Regions from separate parts of the Zea mays genome. Here region 1 is linked to region 2. The links are chromatin contacts, called in public Hi-C maps. All regions are on one chromosome and are shown on one strand. Each heading gives the region's core, a stretch centred on a gene start, on an enhancer-like site or on the middle of the called end of the contact. The rest is flanking DNA. Distances are from core to core; before and after follow the strand shown. Region 1 holds the start of LOC100285219 (xylogen protein 1). Region 2 holds the start of LOC100217178.

What was found. A called contact is a pair of places that touch in the nucleus more often than the background predicts.
Region 1: a Hi-C map of leaf shows a contact between it and region 2, with 4 times the contacts expected there. The contact joins the promoter of LOC100285219 here to the promoter of LOC100217178 in region 2. A contact is called at or near these places in 2 of 25 Hi-C or Micro-C datasets (both in leaf).

The regions. Positions count from the first base shown.
Region 1 is chr9:155,697,338-155,700,459 of Zm-B73-REFERENCE-NAM-5.0, forward strand. LOC100285219 (xylogen protein 1) reads left to right here and starts at 1,759. Exons shown (of 3, transcript NM_001158113.1): 1 at 1,759-2,239; 2 at 2,336-2,368; 3 at 2,438-2,814. The coding sequence starts at 1,870. The coding sequence ends at 2,646. LOC100383559 reads right to left here. Exons shown (of 9, transcript NM_001176207.1): 9 at 2,881-3,122. The coding sequence ends at 3,081. It overlaps LOC100037797 (inositol-3-phosphate synthase-like), which reads left to right. Exons shown (of 10, transcript NM_001371766.1): 10 at 1-29.
Region 2 is chr9:155,497,570-155,500,711 of Zm-B73-REFERENCE-NAM-5.0, forward strand. It overlaps LOC100217178, which reads right to left and starts at 1,720. Exons shown (of 7, transcript NR_158748.1): 1 at 1,214-1,720; 2 at 1,048-1,119.

The DNA of each region.
Region 1 (3,122 bases), core at 509-3,008, 200 kb after region 2:
ATAATGTGATCGAGGGTGCTAGTTCCCCTAAGCATTATTTATATAAGTTCAAATGGCGGCCCGGCCCGGTCCGGCCTGAGCCTGAGCCCGCTGTGGCCTGGCACGAATTGGGACAGGCCCGTTACGTCACAATACGCCTTTTCCCGTGCCAGGTATGATGGATTCTACGGACTGGGAGTAGTTTCAATCTAGTTAAAATCGGCTACTAGTTAGCCAGCAAATTTGAGCAACAATTTTTTTTAGCGGGCTAACTATTAAATCTAGTGCATGTAAACATTGCCCTAAATAGCAACGTCCAGAGACCTAACTGCATTAGCCTTGTCGTAATTGGAGGGATACTGGATTTTTGCTTACGTGACAGGTGACACTCTTCGTAACAACCTCATGAAACGTACTCCCTACTTAGACAACACCACAAAAAAAATCTCTACCATGAGCTGGTCACCTGTTGCGGTTCACTTGCACTGCCTTCCTGTTAGATCAAACCTTACAGTTTACACTGGAATGATGGGATCAGATTATCTCGTTGGGCTCCGGGGGTGACGCGTGGTCGTTGCATTGATCGTGGATGGTGACGCGAGCAAGTCGACGCGGCGGCGTAAGCAGCCGTCGTGCATACTGGTTGGTCGGTCCGGTCGAGGTGGGGGAGGTTTCTCGTCGCTGGGCTGGCGGCGTGCGCCACCTTGTGTCTCTGTGTGTGGACGCTAGGCCTTTTTTTTGCTTTGGCGTGGCCGTGGTGTGGTGTTGGTCCCAGCAACCTAAGCTTAGCTGCGTCGTGGTGGCCGGTGGGTGCCAATGCCATTGTGCTTCTCTTTTCTTTCTCCCCGTTAATTTCCATGCCGGTCGTCCACTACCACTAGTCTTCCCAGATCTATTGCGATAGAATTTGGCGTGATCTCGTGCCTTTTCCGTCCCAACAAAAAAAAACAAGTCTTCCTAAAAAGAGCTAGCTATCCCACACCTTTGTTATCGCGTGGTGCTTCGCTCGATCGCTCAAATTAGCTAGCTGCCTAGTTCTATTCTTCTCCTGGCACCTGAATCGCGCCCTTTTTTTTCATTCAGCAGATGTTCTCCTGGACAGCAGTAGCGCTAGTGTAGTGCTGCATGGAATAGGAGAAAAGGGAAGGAAATGGGTGTGGGTGTAGGGAAGAGAGAGAGAGCTGGAATCATGTTCCTTTTTGAAAGCCCAAAGCCACAGATAATCTGTATTCTGTAACAGTGTATTTGGTTAGAGGCATTGAATGGTCTGGAGTCATCTGAACCTACATCCCAGCCTAAAATAGTGTTTGCTTATCATCACAGATTCATCTCATCCGTCATCCCCTCGTTCCGATCTAAAACTAAAACCTAGAAGCTACTCATTCGTCACAAAACAGACGGACCAACTCATTCCTCCCATCCGAACCTACAAAGAGTGACTTTATGCTGGATCACCTGGTTCCGAACAGAGTTATTGCACTAACCAAACAGACCGTAGATGTGGCATCGCCTGCGCTGGTGGCTGCTGCTGCTGCTATCGACCGCAGCCACACTAGCTAGATCCTGCGGTCCAGAACGCCCGTGTGCACGCAAGCGAGCGCCAAGGGGTGTGCCACTACCAGCGCAGTGCGCAGCGCCCCCATCGGTTGTTCGCACGCCATAGCTCCCGTCCCGTGGATCCCTTCATCATTGCCGCGCCACATTCCGCGACCCCGGCCGCCTGCTACTAGCTGCTAGTGCATCATCTACAAGTAGCACAGCACGCACGCGCTGAGAACCAGACACACCAGTGGTCTGGTACTCTGGTCGCGCCGATAGCTGCCACTGAACGTCTGAACCCACCACCGGCACCACCGCGACAGCGCGCAGCGGCTCGGACGATCGACGGCCATGGCGAACCGTCCGTCGCGCTCGCGCCTGCTGGTCCTGGCGCTCGCAGCCGCAGGGCTACTAGCCGCCACGCGCGCGGAAGCCTCCACGCCAGCATCGCCGGCGCCGGCGCCGGGGCCGTCGGCGGACTGCACGGACGCGCTGCTGGGGCTGGCGGGGTGCCTGGGCTACGTGCAGGAGGGGAGCACGGCGGCGGCGCCCGACCCGTCCTGCTGCTCGGGGCTCAGGGACGTGGTGCGCGGGGAGGTGGCCTGCCTCTGCCAGCTCTTCCAGGGCGGCCAGGACTTCGGCCTCTCGCTCAACATGACCAGGGCCCTGCAGCTGCCCGCCGCGTGCAAGGTCAAGACGCCGCCCGTCAGCAAGTGCCACGGTACGCTCTCGTCGCTTTTGCCTTTTGTGATGGCGCGCGGTGGAGCGAGCGATCGTTTGACTGACGAGTGAGTGACCTCGCCCTTAAAAAATGCAGTTTCTGTTCCTGGTGTGCCCAGCGCGTCTCCTGGTATGTAAATTGCGCGTGTCTTTTGCGTCTTAAAAGAGTGATGACAAACAAGCTTTCACGATGTTTCAGTTCCGGCTCCCTCGTCCGGGGCCCCAGACTTCGGGCAGTCGCCGACGCCGTCGCCGTCAACCCCTTCGGGATCACCGGCAGCAACCGGGAGCCAGACCAGCGCTCCAGCGCCTTCCCCAGCGCGTTCCGCCGCTGCCGGCCTCTCGGCACCACCACGGGCCTTCACCTTCATCGCTGCCGCGACTCTGTTGGTGTACCGGGTCTTGTGAGCTGGGCTCACTCACCCGAGTTCATGCGCTCCGCCCGTACCTTACCCCAGTCTGACCACAAATCATGTACCGAGAGATGTATCTTGTGAGCGTTTCCGTTTCGTTTAGTAGCACTGCGGCTGTTCATGGATTTCACTGCCTCGCATAAATAATGCTACCGGCCGGCCACGAATAGCTTACCCCGCTGCCGCTGAGTAAGTACATCACGATGTTCATTCGAAGGGCTCGCAGCTTACTTATACAACCTTATAGTATGTATCAAGTGTACACAATACACGTTTCGCAATGCGCCTGAGCGCGTAGGCCAGGGATGTGCGAAATGCTCACGCCTCACGGGCATTTTGCCAGCGAGTGCAGCTGTTGCAAGAAGAGAAAAAAGAAAAGAAAAGAAAAAAAAGAAGTGCGCTCAACTTTGCTAGTTCGTTTCTAGTTTATTAAACTTCAGATTTCCGAACAATCGATACAACAACCGTTAC
Region 2 (3,142 bases), core at 470-2,969:
GTATCAAATTCAGAATGTCAAGGAGCATCCGAACGATGACGAAGATTAATGTATGCATGCTGTAGAGTTGCCGGTTATACTTTGCTTGTTTATTGCGTGAGGGGCAAAAGTGTCTCGTAGACCACAAATACATGGAGATGAATTAGAAAAACGAAGCAAATATGGTTAATGGCAGGTTAATCAATTAGTAGATGTTTATGGTCCTGTTTCTAAGAAATAAATGTTTGGGATGGCAATAATGTTAAGCGCTATGTTTGGAGTCCTAAAAATGCAATTATCTCCTAGATTGAGAGTACCCTACTTGGATACAATCTTGTACTGATCTCAATGTCGCGTACCATATTGTGTCATTGGTGCCAAAAGAAATAGGGGAAATTATCTATGGCACACTGACAAAGAGTGGCTTTAGCTCTTGGACACTGAAAATGATACTATTTATCAGGAACACACTGAGGAATGTTGTTCATTATCTAGGGCACACCACAACGCTTAAAAATTTCATTTCCAGCAAGACTTTGTGTGCAAGATTTTTCCTAAAATGGAAATTTGTATCGCTGCGTTGTGCCGCTGATAATAACCAATGTTTCTTAGTGTGTTTCTGATAAATAGTACCATTTCTAGTGTCCAAGAGCTAAAGCCACTCTTTGTCAGTGTGCCACAGATAATTTCCCCCAAAGAAATATGAATTGTCATGTTATTTATAAAGAAAAAAAACAGGATCACTAACATATTGTGTTTGAAAGATATTTCAATCGACAGATGAACAATCATCCAAGCAAAATAATATATCAAAACATGCATACAATTTTTAGTCAATAACTCCATAAACTCATTAGGGTTATGCTCTCTACCAATTAGAGATGCATGTTTTGATTATATCATCTACAGAACATAAGAACAAATGTATGTAAGTCAGTGCAAATTTAGGTTATATACTTTTTTTAACATTATAATGGCAGCAACCAAGGCATGATTTTCGGGACCCGTTGCATAATTGCCAAAAATGACAGTTAACAGATAGCTAATGGGCAGAACAAAGAAATGAACCTTCAATGTGCGGGTTGCCCGGCACGAACTCTCCCTCTATGAGCTCCTTATCCAACACTATGAAAGTGTGCTCTGCGAACAAACAAGCAAGCAAAAAAGAAATCGGGCCAAATCAATCACAAAACTAAATCGATGCAAACCGGAAGGAGGGGGTGCGGTGCGGAACTTAGAGGGTCGAGGGTCCATGAGCGGTGGACCTCGAACTCCTGCGAGAGGGAGAGGGGCTCCGACGCGGTGGCCTCCAGCAGCGCCGGGTCCTGCATCCAGTCGTGGTACCGCGGCACGTGCTCCCGCGTGTACGGCACCATCAGCGCCCGCTCCCCAAGCACGTACCATTCGCCCTTCCCGCCGCTCACATCCTCTGCTTCCATGACGGTGTCCGCCGCTGCAGGTGCTGCCTCGGAGGCCTCCATTGAATCAGCGATCTTAAAGTCTAGTTGGCAACCCTCATACAGTACCGGATCTCGGCCCGAGCCACCAAAAAAAAAAAGTACGGCTCAATCCCACACTCGGAGAGTCCTGTGCGGGCGGACGTCGACGGGGCCACGGCACCAGCGGGCAGACGTGACGAGGTCGCGGCTCTTGCGCGGCGGGCGGCGTGTGAGGGAACGGCGGGGGCGGGCGGCGCTGGGAGAAGCAGAAGAGGGAGGAGCGGCGTCGGCGAGTGGTGGTCTAGTGCCGAAGCGGAATTGATGCGTTGGGCCGAGCGGCGGTCTAGTTTTTTTTAGGGAAATTTGGATCCATACCATTAAAAGATCATCACTTTGGATCCATACCATTACTATCTCACTTACATGTGGGTCCACATAAGTCAATGACATGTGGGGTCCATGGTATATATCTATGGTATATATCTAAAGTTTTGATCTTTTAATGGTATAAATTCAATTGTTCTTTTTTTTATTATTGATAAGCGGGCCTGAACCTTGCGCTGGTCTTTGGGCCAGTCCCGACAACTGAAAATGGGAAATGTCCCGCCCAATTTGGGTCGCATCCTTCCCCGCCGTTTGCAATCCGCACCACGGCACCACCTCGTTGCTCGCCTGTTTGGTTCCAGGTGTTCAAACGTCGGCAGATTCGGGTTCGAATTAGGTCAAAGCTTGGCTCCAACAAATTACTCTAAAAGCTCGTCTACCCTAAACATAGAGGATCAAACAGTTCTCTACATTCTACAACAGCGTCATCTAAATGGTCCTCTAAATTTAGAGAACGTTGTTAGATTCTCTATATATAGAGTTTCTCTAAACGACCCCCTATCTATTTGAATACTTTAATGGTGTGTTTGGTTGCGGGACAATCATGACAGGGATGTCCTCTGGCGTCATCTCTCGTCCCTCTAATTTTGAGGGATAATTGGGACAACACTGTGATAGTCATGTCCCAACCCTTAACCTTGAACCAAAACAACTTTATTTGAGGTATCATCCTATCCCGTCTCGTCCTATCATTGTAACAAAACGCATCCTAAATAACCAGTTTAGTAAAACTAAAATATGTACAATACATTAGAGAGTGACAAATACGTATGTACAAAAATTAAAAAAATAAAAGATATCTCTAATATAGGTATAAAAAAATAAAAGATATCTCTAATATAGGTATTTGCGTATAGAGAACGTTGTTGGAGAGGAAGGAGATATAAAGGATGAAACGTTTTAGAGAATAATGTAAATGATAGATATAGATGATGGATATATAGAGGACGTTGTGGAGACAACCTTATGAATCATTGAGTAAGATATGTATCTAATAAGTGTCTAGTGTCGGATTTGATCGGTTTGACCTGTCCTTCACTGTTGGCCGTCTCGGTTTTTTTTTTTTTTTTTTGCTTTGCACGCAGTTGGCCGTCCGAACTTCAAGCTCTGTGAAGCGTCGAGACCAACGCCCAAGTCTTCTGGGTGTTGTTTCATCTCTCATCTAGTTTTGGGCACGTTCCAAGTAGAACAAGGGTGCAGACGTGCAGCTGAGGCCAGTTCCCTGGGCAAACTGTAAAGGCCAACTTGTGCCACGAGGAGGGGGAGTGGGGGACCATGAAAGACAGTGTAATTGTTACAAAATATTTGTACATGTGATCTAATCCTTCCATGGGCAGTTA